Linked DNA regions of Mus musculus: all the other regions are linked to region 3. Evidence: chromatin contacts called from public Hi-C data. All regions are on one chromosome and are shown on one strand. The core of a region is the stretch at or near the end of the contact, and the rest is flanking DNA. Distances in the headings are between cores, read along the strand shown. Region 1 has its middle 21 kb from the start of Gm5084. Region 2 has its middle 94 kb from the start of Gm5084. Region 3 has its middle 31 kb from the start of Tut7. Region 4 has its middle 62 kb from the start of Gm5084.

Region 1 (2,700 bases), core at 194-2,693, 370 kb after region 3:
GCTTAATTGACTGACTGATACTTTTGGCAGAAGGTTGCTTTATAGACTAGGCTGGCCTGGAATTTGCTACTTAGCTTAGTTTGGCGTTGAACTCAACAATTCTCCCACCTCAGCTAAGAACTGCAGGCCTAAATCTGCATGCCCAACTGTACTTTTCTGTGCATATTTTGTGGGGTGCAGTTTGATAACTTAGACATACATATGCACTGTTTAATGATCAAACTAAGGTAATTAATGTTACCATCTCATGCATATCATTTATCCATGTTGTGGAATGTCACACTTTTGTAATCGTTTAGAAACACTGTGAATTGCTAAGAGTCATACCTCCATACTATGTAATAGATAGATCCTTCTGCATACATGTTGTTTGGCTTGAAGCTGAATCGGAGGCTACCATTCAAAGCTTGCACCCAAGCATCGGAATCGATGACTTTTCTTAAAAACATTAAGTGTCAGACTTGTGTACTTGTGTACGGGGTATGGGACAGTGAGTGACCTTTAGATAGGACCAGTTTCCTCTGGCTGTCACTGTCTCAGGACAGCTCTGCATGCTCTAGTTTTGGACTCAAGCCTACTTTGCAGTTTCTGGTATATGGTGTGTGTGTGTGTGTGTGTGTGTGTGTGTGTGTGTGTGTGTGTTTATGTATGTAAAGGACTTTCCAGAACTGTTGTAATTCTTGGGAAGAACTGAGGGCCATTCAGCAATCTTCGACACTTTATCAGATGTGATAGTAAAGAATGCCTTTATTAATTTCGGGGGTGGGATTCTTAGAGATGAAATAGTGTGACCCGGTGCCGTAGTTCTTCAAGATTCTTCTATGCAATACTAAGATGAGCTGGCTTCGGTGCTTGACAGGGAGTTTCCAGGCCTATTTAATGGCTGCAATTCAGCTGGGCCTGATCTCTACTTGCAGAGGAACTTTATCTAAATTTCACTTTGACAGATAAGCAGGGGAGCTTCAGAAGGTTTATAAATCAGGCTGGAGCTCTGCCAACATGCTAGAAACTGAGCTCCCAGAGAAAGCCAAAGCCTAAGCCATTCACAGTGTTTTCCTGGGTGGAGAGCCAGGTTGGAGAAATGTCTGTGCTCTTACCAGATAACTATCTTGTCAGGCCTGACATCAGCCTCTCTGTGTTGCAAAATGCTCTTTGGGATCCTGATACCTTAATGGCTAGGCCCCAGTTTATTACAGGCACAGCCATTTTGCTCACATTGGAATGCTGATGGTTTCCGGCGACATTTTGGGAAAAGCAACCCCTTGCATAGGTAGGTCTCCGCAGAGATGAGATGAGAGGCGGGAGATGCAGAGACAAGGGAGGAGTGTGCTCACAAAAGCAACAGTGTCCTGAGCGAGGTGGGAATGTACCTTCTCCAGTCCAGCCTGGGTGTCTCAGAGCACTGCAGTGATTCATCAGTCATAGATGGGCAGGGGGAGGGCCTCCGGGCTCCTGACACAGCCCTCTGTAGGCGTGATGGATGTGGAGAAACTCTACCCTTCCCAGGGGGTCAGGTGGCACCAGCCAGACAAAGATCGTAAACAATTCCGTCTTGAAAAAGAGCCCCCCCCTTTCCCTTCCCTCCCTCCCTCTCTTTTCCCCTCCCCTCTGGCTCTCTCCCCTTTTCTCTTTTTTTTCCCTCTCTCTGCCAAAAAGTTACAGTATCCAGCCGTTCCTTATTAAGTTAGAAGTCTGTGGAAAAAAAAAAGAAGGAGCCTGTGCATAGAAATACTCAGTCCTTCGACCCGGCTATTTCTATGGTGCAAGCATGTCTGGAGAAGTAAGGAAATGGCATTCCTGTTTGCTGCTGAGTAAAAAACCAGCTGCTCTCTGGATTTCAGAGGGAGATGTTATCCTACCCTGTGGTCGTCCAAGGTCTTCCAAGGCTGCTCTGGAGAGGCTGTGGATGAAAACAAGAGAGAGCTAGGGGGTGGGGGTGGGGGCAGGGGTGGACAAAAGAAAGCCGTGGGTACCGTGTGCTGGCTGCTGGAGACAGTTTCCATCTTTCTGTTGCTTCCGTGTCTTTTGACATCTTTGGGATTTTGACAAAAGTGGTTCTAATTGGATCTGAATCAATTTGAGCTTTTGATAAGGTGTATAACACCATCCCGGCACCCACCCCTCCACTCCAGTGAAGTTTGAAGAGTTTCTGTATTTGTTTGCTCGCCAGACGCTGTGGGCAAACTCATTCTCAGGCATGGTGCAAAGTTTGAGCTGCGACTTCCGGGGGATGTGTGTGATGCTCCCTGCTGTTCAGGGCCATCCTCAATCTCTTCTTTCCTCTCATAGGCTGGACCACAGAGGCCTGGAGCAGTCTGCTTCTCAGTTCCCATCTGATAGGTCGAGGTGTGCTGGTCCAGACAAGAACTTAGGGGAAGTCAAGATGGCCATCCGTGCCACCACACACTGACAGTGTGCTGACTTTCCTTTACCACCAAACCCTTAGCAGGCCATGTGATGAACAGATAAGGAGTGCAGAGGAGAGCCATCCCTCAACAGCTGATGGGCAGCATAAAGGTGCAATGATGAACTCAAGCTTCCTATCTCTGAAGCTTTACTGGTCCGCAAAATCTCATTCTTGGTCCCCATAGAAACTTGCTAGAGGGTACTTTGATGTTTGCTTTTTGAAATGTATTCCTCCTATATCATTCCTTGGCACAGAGAATTCCCAAACAGGCGTCTGCAGTAGGAAGAGTTTCG
Region 2 (2,700 bases), core at 36-2,535, 450 kb after region 3:
TCTGTCTCTGTCTCTGTCTCTGTCTCTGTCTCTCTGTCTCTCTTTGCCTCTCTCTCTCTCTCTCTCGTGCTTAATTCTGTGTTCAGATCCCTCCTGGCCAACTCAGACTTGGCCTGCTTATGACTCATCCTAATCGTCATTTCTGTTGAAGAGTCTAGGGTCAGGGTTTCAATAGATAGCTTGTAAAGACATCCTCACCCCACTGTGGACCACAGCTTGGAGCTGTGTTTCTGGCCCAAGCACTTATGCAAAATGAATAGCTGAAAGAGCATGGCTGCTACGCTCTAGATCAGTGGTTCCCAACCTTTCCGATGCTGTGACCCTTTAATACACTTACTCATATTGTGGTGACCCCAACCATAACATTATTTTTGTTGCTACTTCATAACTGTAATTTTGCGGCTGTCATGAGTCATAATGTAAATTTCTCTGTTTTCTGATGGTCTTAGGCCACCCTGTGAAGGGTCATTTGACCCCCAAAGGGGTAGTGACCCACAGGTTGAGAATCACTGTTCTAGAGTCATGTCTAGTACTGTCAAAGCATCCAACGCAACGCCATTGCCCCAGTTCCTCCCACACTGGGATCTTATCTCTTCAGTTCTGTGAGCCCAGTCTGCTCAGGATCTAGGGATCCTCAGAAACAGTGTTCTCCCATTACAAAAGAAAACTTAGAAAAAATGAGAAGCAAAATGTGACCTCCACATCTTGGGAAATATCCATGCGTGCACAGCTTGCCAAGTGTTGAAGTGTGTCCATGACCCACAGTGCACTTACATGTCATTACTTCCTGAGATTGCAGAGATCTCCTGTAGAGGCCTAGCCCCTTGAGGGTAAGAGCTGCCCTGGAAGAGGGAAGAGCATCCTCTGTCACATCAATGCTCTGACATTCATGTGGCTATGTGTCCTCTGAGAGGCACCATAGTCCCATGTCCCTCCCCCTTCCTCCCCTTTTCCACATTTCGAGAGTTGGGCCTTTTGGCTCCTTCCCAGGGAACAGTTGCTTCCAGTGGAGAGTCTTGTGGGCCCAGGGTTCATGGGAGCCTCCCACTTGATAAGTGCCCTTCCCAGAAGTAGCATTTGTCCTGGGAGACCTGAGGAACATCACATTTTAAAATCAGTGTCCCCTTCGATACAGAAATATGACTAATTTGTTGAAATTAGAGATAGCATCTTATTGCTTTTAGGAGCAGAATAAAACCTCTCAAGCCACAGCGAATTGTGAGCCCTGGGGCTCTGGCCTCTCATTAAGTTTAAAATGAGGGAGAATTTCCAGATCCAGACACAGAGGGCTCTTTCTCTTCAGATTTGCTCTGCGTGCCTCTTGTGTGTAGAAATTCAACACGACCTCGAGGAGACTGGGGATGAGCCAGGCATTGTGATTGATAGAGAGCACTTGGAGCCAGACCAATGCAGATAGACCATCCTTGCTTACAACAGAGACAATTAAAATGCAGGATTGCTAACCCCAATCTCACCCTGGTCTCAGGAGAGTGCCGTAGACCTGACTTTGATGGTACAGTTCTCAAGTCCTCTCAACACATACACTAAGAGGTAGACAGACATCCCTGTAAACCCAGAAATACTTGAGTCTAATTTTTAATTGTTTTCTTTTGTCTGAGAAAGGATCTAGCCCTAACCCTAACCCTAACCCTTTTTTTGTTTGAGAGCTAGGCTGCTCTCACATTTGTTATGTATCCTAAACTTGAACTCTCAGCAGTCTTCCTGCCTCAGCCTCCACACACTCTGGGATGACAGACAAGTGCCACCACACCTAGCTTTCCATTTGACTTTAAGCTGAGAGAGGTTTGTGGGGAGAAAGCTTGCAGATTGATCATCAAACAATTACCGTGTCTCAGCACCATAGAAAACGAAAGCCCCGAGGTCTTTGCTGTATTCCTGTCCTTCTCCCTACCCTGGAGCAAAGCTCGTTAGGTCAGTCATTTTACATATTGACCTTTCATGTCATATTAAGGAGAAATATGCATTTATCCATGCTAGGTATGCCCATATCCAGGTATTTAAATTTAATGCCCCTGATTCCCACACACTTTTGAAACTGACATTGTTAACACTGTTGGGGGAGGGGGGGCGGCTAAGCTACATTGTCACACAGACATTAGACATCAGGTTGGAAAACGTGTTTTCCCTGTGGATATGCAGTTTAATACCAACCAAAGGTCTCTGCAAAGTGGTTCCAGAGTTTCTTCCCACTTTTCTAAAATAGGAAGTAGTGCAAAGTCGAGCAAAAATGTAGATATTCGTTTTCAGCCTAAAATATGTCCTCTCTTCTTGCCAGGGAGCCCAAGTTGGCCTTGACCCTCCTGCCTTTGATTTTCCAGTGCTGGGATCCACAGTGTGAGCCACCACACCTGATAGGACCTCCGGTTCTTTGAAGATAACTGTCATGTCACCTGGCATTTGTGCAGTTTCCTATTATGAGATAATTGTCAGTCAGTCTGTCTGTCTGTCTGCCCACCTAGGGATGTGTAAGCTGCATGTGAACTGATGGGCTATGATTTCTGTTTTCTTCTCGGCTCTATCCCTGCATCTGAGTGAGTCTTGACATACTGAGCATGTACAAGAAAGGCCCATTGACAAGTCTCAGCCAGGTTCAGTGACCCTGAGCTCTTTGGGGGCCACTGCATCATGCTCTGTGAGTTCTTTGCCTCCTGTCCTATCTCTAAACAAAGTCTTCTCTGC
Region 3 (2,700 bases), core at 74-2,573:
CTGTTCAGTTATTACACCTCCATAGATTGAAAGAAAGCCTTTTGTAGTCTCTAGCTGGTGACTCTGCCTCCCAAGTGCTGGACTTTCAGGCGAGTCCCATCATGCGGGGATTTTATATTTACTCTATTGTTAGTTTTTAAAAATCTATATTCTGCTAGGGGTTGAGCCTAGGGCTCTGCGCATGCAAGATGTGCAGTCTACCAATTGAGCTATGTTGCTGGTCCTATTAAGGCCTTTTCGGGGGCTGGTGAAGTGGCCAGTGGGTAAGAGTACTTTGTCTTCTAGCACAAGGACTTGGGTTCGATTCCCCAACATGGACACATCGATCCCAGGATGGCCCAGCCTATGAGGGTAGAGAGGGGAGAATTCCAAGAGCTCCTCAGGCAGCCAGATGGTTAGTGTGTGTTCACATGAGCTGAATTCTCCCCATCCCCCACTGTTCCACACCCATCACGTGCACAATAGAAGGACAGAAACCAAACCAAAAACAATCCCCCACCCTCAAACCATTGTTTTAAGTTTGAGCTTATTTTAAAACAAATAGCAAAAGTGGTTCTAGCATACAACAGGACTAAATGGACAAAGCAGTAACAGGTGACATTACACTCGCTCGTAAATGTAAAGGTCTAGGGTGGTTGAGTATCAGGGAGCTTTGGTAGATGGAACTGTGTGAAAGAAGGAGTTTGAAGAGAGTAAAGGGAAGGAAGGCACGAGGCACAGGCTTCCTCTGGTGTGTGTGCCGGGTTACCTTGGTGACCCATGTGGTGCCCATGGGGTGCCCATGTGGAGTGACCAGAGTTACCAAATGGACCGCTGTAGGATTGTGTTGGGACTCCTGATTTTCTTTCGGTGGGCTGTGGATTTATTGCATTAAGAACAGATGATAAATAAAATAATTAATAAATAAGCAGTCGTATGTTTATAATAAAAGCCATGCGTCCAGCGAAAGAGGTCTGCGCGGGGAACCTGGTGAGAGGGGCCATGACACACACAGTGTGTTGCTTCTGCTTATTTTTATCTGAGCTCAAGAGAAAAAAGTTGGAAGTGAGACAGGGACGGGGCGAAAGAGAAATTTAAAAAAAAATTGAAATGATTCGAAGAGAACAAATCGAACAAACAAATCAGGGAAGCGGAGCACTCCCAAGATTCCGTGGGAGGGGATAAGAAGGCAGCAAGACCCAGAGCTTCCAGTGCCTGGGCAGAGCTGAAACACAGCCTAAGTGGTATTTGTGAACCGCAAGAGGGACACTCTGTCTCCACAGAAGACTGTCAGCCAAAGGAATGGGTTCCTGGAGAAGGTCATGCGGTTAGACAACACACCGAGGGCTGGCTCGGTGCACGCTGACACTCTGCCAGCTGGGGCTTTCAAAACACTTGAAGTGTTGTGGTCACTCCTGGCTTCTTTGATAGGCCAGGCTGTTAATCAGGAGGAACCACGAGACTGACCTGTGGCAGTGATCGCCTCTGATGAGGACTTCTGCTCAGTGGCTTCTTGTGGGTGGCTGAGGAGACTCTTCAGGGAGTTGCCATCTTGTTTGAGCCCTGGCGTGGGAGTGATGCATGCTGGGAACAGGCAGGGGCACTGAGTCTGCAGAGTGACCTGCCTCTTAAGGAAAAGTCTTGCTCCTACAGTCTCTTGAGGGCATGGCCGTGACTTCCCAGTGAATAGCTTCTAGAACATGCCACAATTATTCAAGCTGGCTGGAGAGTGGCAAAGTTTGCTTTACAGTGAAGAAAGCCCCTTTGTAGAGGGGAGTTTGGGGGGAGTCCCCCTCATCAATTAATTTAGCACTTTCTGATGGGTGTTGGGAAAGAAAGCCTTCTGTGCTCTGTGATTCCTGCCCTGTTAGACTTTCCTGCAATGGTCTCAAATCATAGCTGAGTCTTGTCCTCCTAAGCTCGTGCCCTGACCATCTATCATCCGTTGGCTATGGCTTAATCACATATTTGTCTTCCTCTATTTCCCTCTCTTGAGGGGAGAGAATTCAAACCCATATGCAGCCCAGGTGTATGGCCCACTCTGTAGTCCCAGTACTCTAGAGGATCAAACAGTTCATGACCAGTCTCACCTACATGGAAGCTAGCCTGGGCTATGTGAGACCTTGTCTCCAAATAATAAATAACTTAAATTCTAAAAATTCAAATTCCACAAACTCTTTCTCAACTAACTGGGGCCCTAGGTCTCATACCAGCCGTGATCTTCATTTTTAACGAAGGTCATTCATTTAAAGTCATTAAGCTCCTTTGTGTTTCCAACCTAGAGATGTTATACCTGTTACTGCCTGAGGGAGTTATATATTTAAATATTTCACTCCCACTCGACTTTCCATATATATTTTCCCTTCAACTAAAATAAATAAAAATTTATCTTAAGCAAGAAATGCATGGTTTGACATAATGACATAATACATCCCCAAATGGTGTAAAATAAATTTAATAATTTGCCTCCTTTTTAGTTTTTGAGACAGGGTCTCATGTAGCTCAGGATGACCTCAACTTTGCTATGTAGCCAAGGATGGCCCTGACCTTATGATCCTCCTGCCTCCACCTCTCCAGGGTGGGGATTATAGGCATACACTACAACTTTCAGTCTACTTGATTTTAGGGATCAAATCCAGGGCTTCATGCATGCTTGGCGAGTAGTCTCTTAGATGAGCTGCGCTCCTAACCCCCATTTTTCTTCTTTTAAGCTAGGCATGT
Region 4 (2,700 bases), core at 195-2,694, 410 kb after region 3:
TCTGTGGGCCCATGCTGAGGCATCCCTTCCCCCTGAGGTAACAGCCACAAGGCGATGGGTATAGCATAGAATAGAGCTTATTTAGGACATGGAGAGGGGAGTTAAGGGGGTAGCAGAGGCAGAGAGAGAGAGAGAGAGAGAGAGAGAGAGAGAGAGAGAGAGAACTAACCACACAATGATGGGTATAGGGTAGAATAGAATTTATTTAGGGCACGGGGAGTAGAGGCTAACCTTGAACACATGGAGAGAGGGGGGAGGGGAATGAGGAGAGAAGGGGCAGAGAGGAAAGAGAGGAAGGGAGTAAGAGAGTAAGGAAGAGGCAAGCAGCCCCTGTTATAGTGAGTCAGGCATATGAGTGTTGGCAGGTAACTGTAGGGTAGAGCCTAGAAGAAATGCTGATAGTTACCATACCAAAGAACAAAAAACAAAAAACGGGGAACATAGCCCCCTTCCTGCCATCTGGGGGGAGATGCAAGGCTCCGAGTTCTGCTGGTCTTCTGAGCAAGGGCATCTTAGCCTCTGCTGGTGAAAAATGGGGCAAAACAATCCTGAAGTCGAGAAGTCAGAAGTAGCTCAGAATCACACACTGATTCCCAAAGTCCCTTCCTTGGCCATGCCAGTGTGAAGGATGAAAGAAGCTGTGTGGTAGGACCCGGAGCTCTCCCTGGGGAGAGCTGACAGGAACTCCTAGGAAAGACTCAGTCATATAATTATAACAAAGCCAAACCTTGGACAAAATCGAAACAGGCAACAAATTCTTGTCTGCTGCCCTAACCTTCTGGATTCCTTGTAAACCCTGGCCCTACCTACTCTCATGGATGTTCTCTGTAAACCATAGAGCCTAGGGTTGGGGGAGGGGGATGGAGAAATAGCCTGTTAAACTCGGCCTTGAATTCCTTCTCTGCATCACCAGGTATGTATGGGGCAGCCCATCCTCAACAAACCCTTAGATGGCCCCAGGAAAAGCAAATTCTAGAAGATAAAAAAGCCGGCCGGCTAGGAGGCAGCGTTACTAAGCCCGTGGTAGACTCGTGGCAAGGTGGCAGTGCAGAGAAAAACTTTCAAAATGCTTCTTTCTTGTGCCAGAACTTGAATGGCTTAGGTAAGATCGAGGAGGAGGAGGAGGAGGAGGAGGAAGAACAAGAGGAGGAAGAGAGAGAGAGAGAGAGAGAGAGAGAGAGAGAGAGAGAGAGAGAGAGAGAGAGAATCAGTTAAGTAAACAACTAAACATTCCAGCAGGCAAACAAACAAATCTCTGGGATAAAGACCAAGGCTGGGATGCATTCAATAAAGCCTCTTTCCATCAATCAATTAATGTCATTGTTTATTTAATCAGCCCAGCCCGTGTGGCTGGCGGGAGAAATGCTCTCCTTTTCGGCTATAGCAATGCAAAAACACAGTCTAGATCCAAGGGAACCTTGCCAGAATCTAGCCCTGGATGGCTCTTTAAAGCCATGTTTTGCTTGTGTGCGCATGGTAACGTTTGCAGCTGTCGAACGTGGCTTCGGGCTGTCTGACTCCCTTGAGAGAATTTATGTGTTCCCACTTCCTTTCCTTATTAGGAGGCAGGAATCTGCAACACCTATTAGAAGAAGTATGCATAAAGGGTAATGACTGTGCGATTTATTAGTGGTCTGTTCTTCCTCACTGGAACCTTCGCCTCCTGCCGCCCTCCCCCAGGGCGCAGCCTCAGCTGAGCTGGCCTCTGCCTTCTTGGCAGCAGGTGGGCAAGAACAGCTTTCATCAAGGGGGAGACAAGACCGGTTCTCACACCAAGGCTCGGGAAAGAGACCGAAGTACCTGGGATTGGGTTTGATGGCAGAAGTATTAGGGGAGAAGCTGGGGAAAGAGCGAGAGGACAGAGGGAGAGCAAGGGAGAAAGAGAGAGAGGAGGGGGCAAGCAGCCCCTTTTATAGTGAGCGAGGCACACCTGGCTGTTCCCAGGTAACCGTGGGGCGGAGCCTAGACTAAATGCTAACGGTATTTGCGGACCAAGTGAATAAAATCAGAGTAAAGAGAGAACACAGCCATAGAAGCACCAAAGGGCTCTGGTGCTGTTGTTAATAAAATGAAAATGACAGACAAATGGGTTTGTTAAAAGCAACCGAGTGTTCCCTAGAAGCGATTTTGGCTTTCCCTTTCTGAGTTCTGAACCTAGGAGCATTTTCCCACCAGGGACTGGAAGTTATGAGTAGACATCTCTCAAGCTGCCTTTCACAAAAGTCTTCAAACGAGGAGGCAGGCACGACTATGGAGGTTAATAAAATCCACGCCATCAGCCTGGAAACTGCAGGTGGTGTCCCGCCCCTTCCTGGCGTCCCGCTAAGACCCGGCGTCCAGACAGAAAGTTCAGGAGAACGAACTGTGAGGAGCCAAATGTATTTGCTGCTAAAATCCCAACTATATTCAGGAAAGTGTAATCCATGAGTTTTGAGGTCATTTGGGTTTAGTTGATCGAGTTTCAGGACCACTCTGCTGTTTGAGTTCTGGAAGAGAAGAAGATATGTAAGGCCATGGATGGTGGCTCTGACACCAGACAGTGCAGGGCTGGCTCTGGGACCCCAGGGACAAGCATGCTTCCCCTAGAAGCACCAAGACCCTGGGGTGAGCATTTCATTTGTGCAGTTTCAGGTGAGGGAGGCCATGGCTGAGGTGCTGTGGAACCTTGGAGTATGATCTGTGTTCCAAATGGGTCATTTC

The links. A called contact is a pair of places that touch in the nucleus more often than the background predicts.
Region 1: a contact with region 3 is called in a Hi-C map of uterus, with 3 times the contacts expected there. The contact joins two enhancer-like sites. A contact is called at or near these places in 4 of 39 promoter capture datasets (cranial neural crest, frontonasal cranial neural crest, maxillary cranial neural crest and 1 more), 1 of 15 datasets of contacts at CTCF or cohesin (the NIH/3T3 cell line), 1 of 484 Hi-C or Micro-C datasets (uterus), 3 of 115 datasets of contacts at active chromatin or transcription factors (astrocytes, embryonic fibroblasts and fibro-adipogenic progenitors) and 1 of 9 other capture datasets (embryonic stem cells).
Region 2: a contact with region 3 is called in a Hi-C map of uterus, with 2.2 times the contacts expected there. The contact joins two enhancer-like sites. A contact is called at or near these places in 4 of 39 promoter capture datasets (the 3T3-L1 cell line, cranial neural crest and hippocampal neurons), 2 of 15 datasets of contacts at CTCF or cohesin (both in the NIH/3T3 cell line), 5 of 484 Hi-C or Micro-C datasets (adipose-derived mesenchymal stem cells, muscle stem cells and uterus), 3 of 115 datasets of contacts at active chromatin or transcription factors (astrocytes, differentiating embryonic stem cells and heart atrium) and 1 of 9 other capture datasets (embryonic stem cells).
Region 4: a contact with region 3 is called in a Hi-C map of uterus. The contact joins two enhancer-like sites. A contact is called at or near these places in 2 of 15 datasets of contacts at CTCF or cohesin (the NIH/3T3 cell line and embryonic stem cells), 9 of 484 Hi-C or Micro-C datasets (the BV-2 cell line, embryonic stem cells, myocytes and 3 more), 5 of 115 datasets of contacts at active chromatin or transcription factors (astrocytes, embryonic stem cells and fibro-adipogenic progenitors) and 2 of 9 other capture datasets (embryonic stem cells and embryonic trunk).

Annotation. Positions count from the first base shown.
Region 1 is chr13:60,224,923-60,227,622 of GRCm38.p6, forward strand. No RefSeq gene overlaps it. Among named protein-coding and RNA genes, the nearest start is that of Gm5084, 21 kb to the left of the region's middle. Within about 2 kb of position 1,444, at least 77 of the 459 cell types and tissues checked have an H3K27ac peak or open chromatin away from gene starts, as enhancers often do. A contact at or near this core is called in uterus, where this site is marked.
Region 2 is chr13:60,297,931-60,300,630 of GRCm38.p6, forward strand. No RefSeq gene overlaps it. Among named protein-coding and RNA genes, the nearest start is that of Gm5084, 94 kb to the left of the region's middle. Within about 2 kb of position 1,286, at least 36 of the 459 cell types and tissues checked have an H3K27ac peak or open chromatin away from gene starts, as enhancers often do. A contact at or near this core is called in heart atrium and uterus, where this site is marked.
Region 3 is chr13:59,852,323-59,855,022 of GRCm38.p6, forward strand. No RefSeq gene overlaps it. Among named protein-coding and RNA genes, the nearest start is that of Tut7, 31 kb to the left of the region's middle. Within about 2 kb of position 1,324, at least 30 of the 459 cell types and tissues checked have an H3K27ac peak or open chromatin away from gene starts, as enhancers often do. A contact at or near this core is called in heart atrium and uterus, where this site is marked.
Region 4 is chr13:60,266,222-60,268,921 of GRCm38.p6, forward strand. No RefSeq gene overlaps it. Among named protein-coding and RNA genes, the nearest start is that of Gm5084, 62 kb to the left of the region's middle. Within about 2 kb of position 1,445, at least 38 of the 459 cell types and tissues checked have an H3K27ac peak or open chromatin away from gene starts, as enhancers often do. A contact at or near this core is called in uterus, where this site is marked.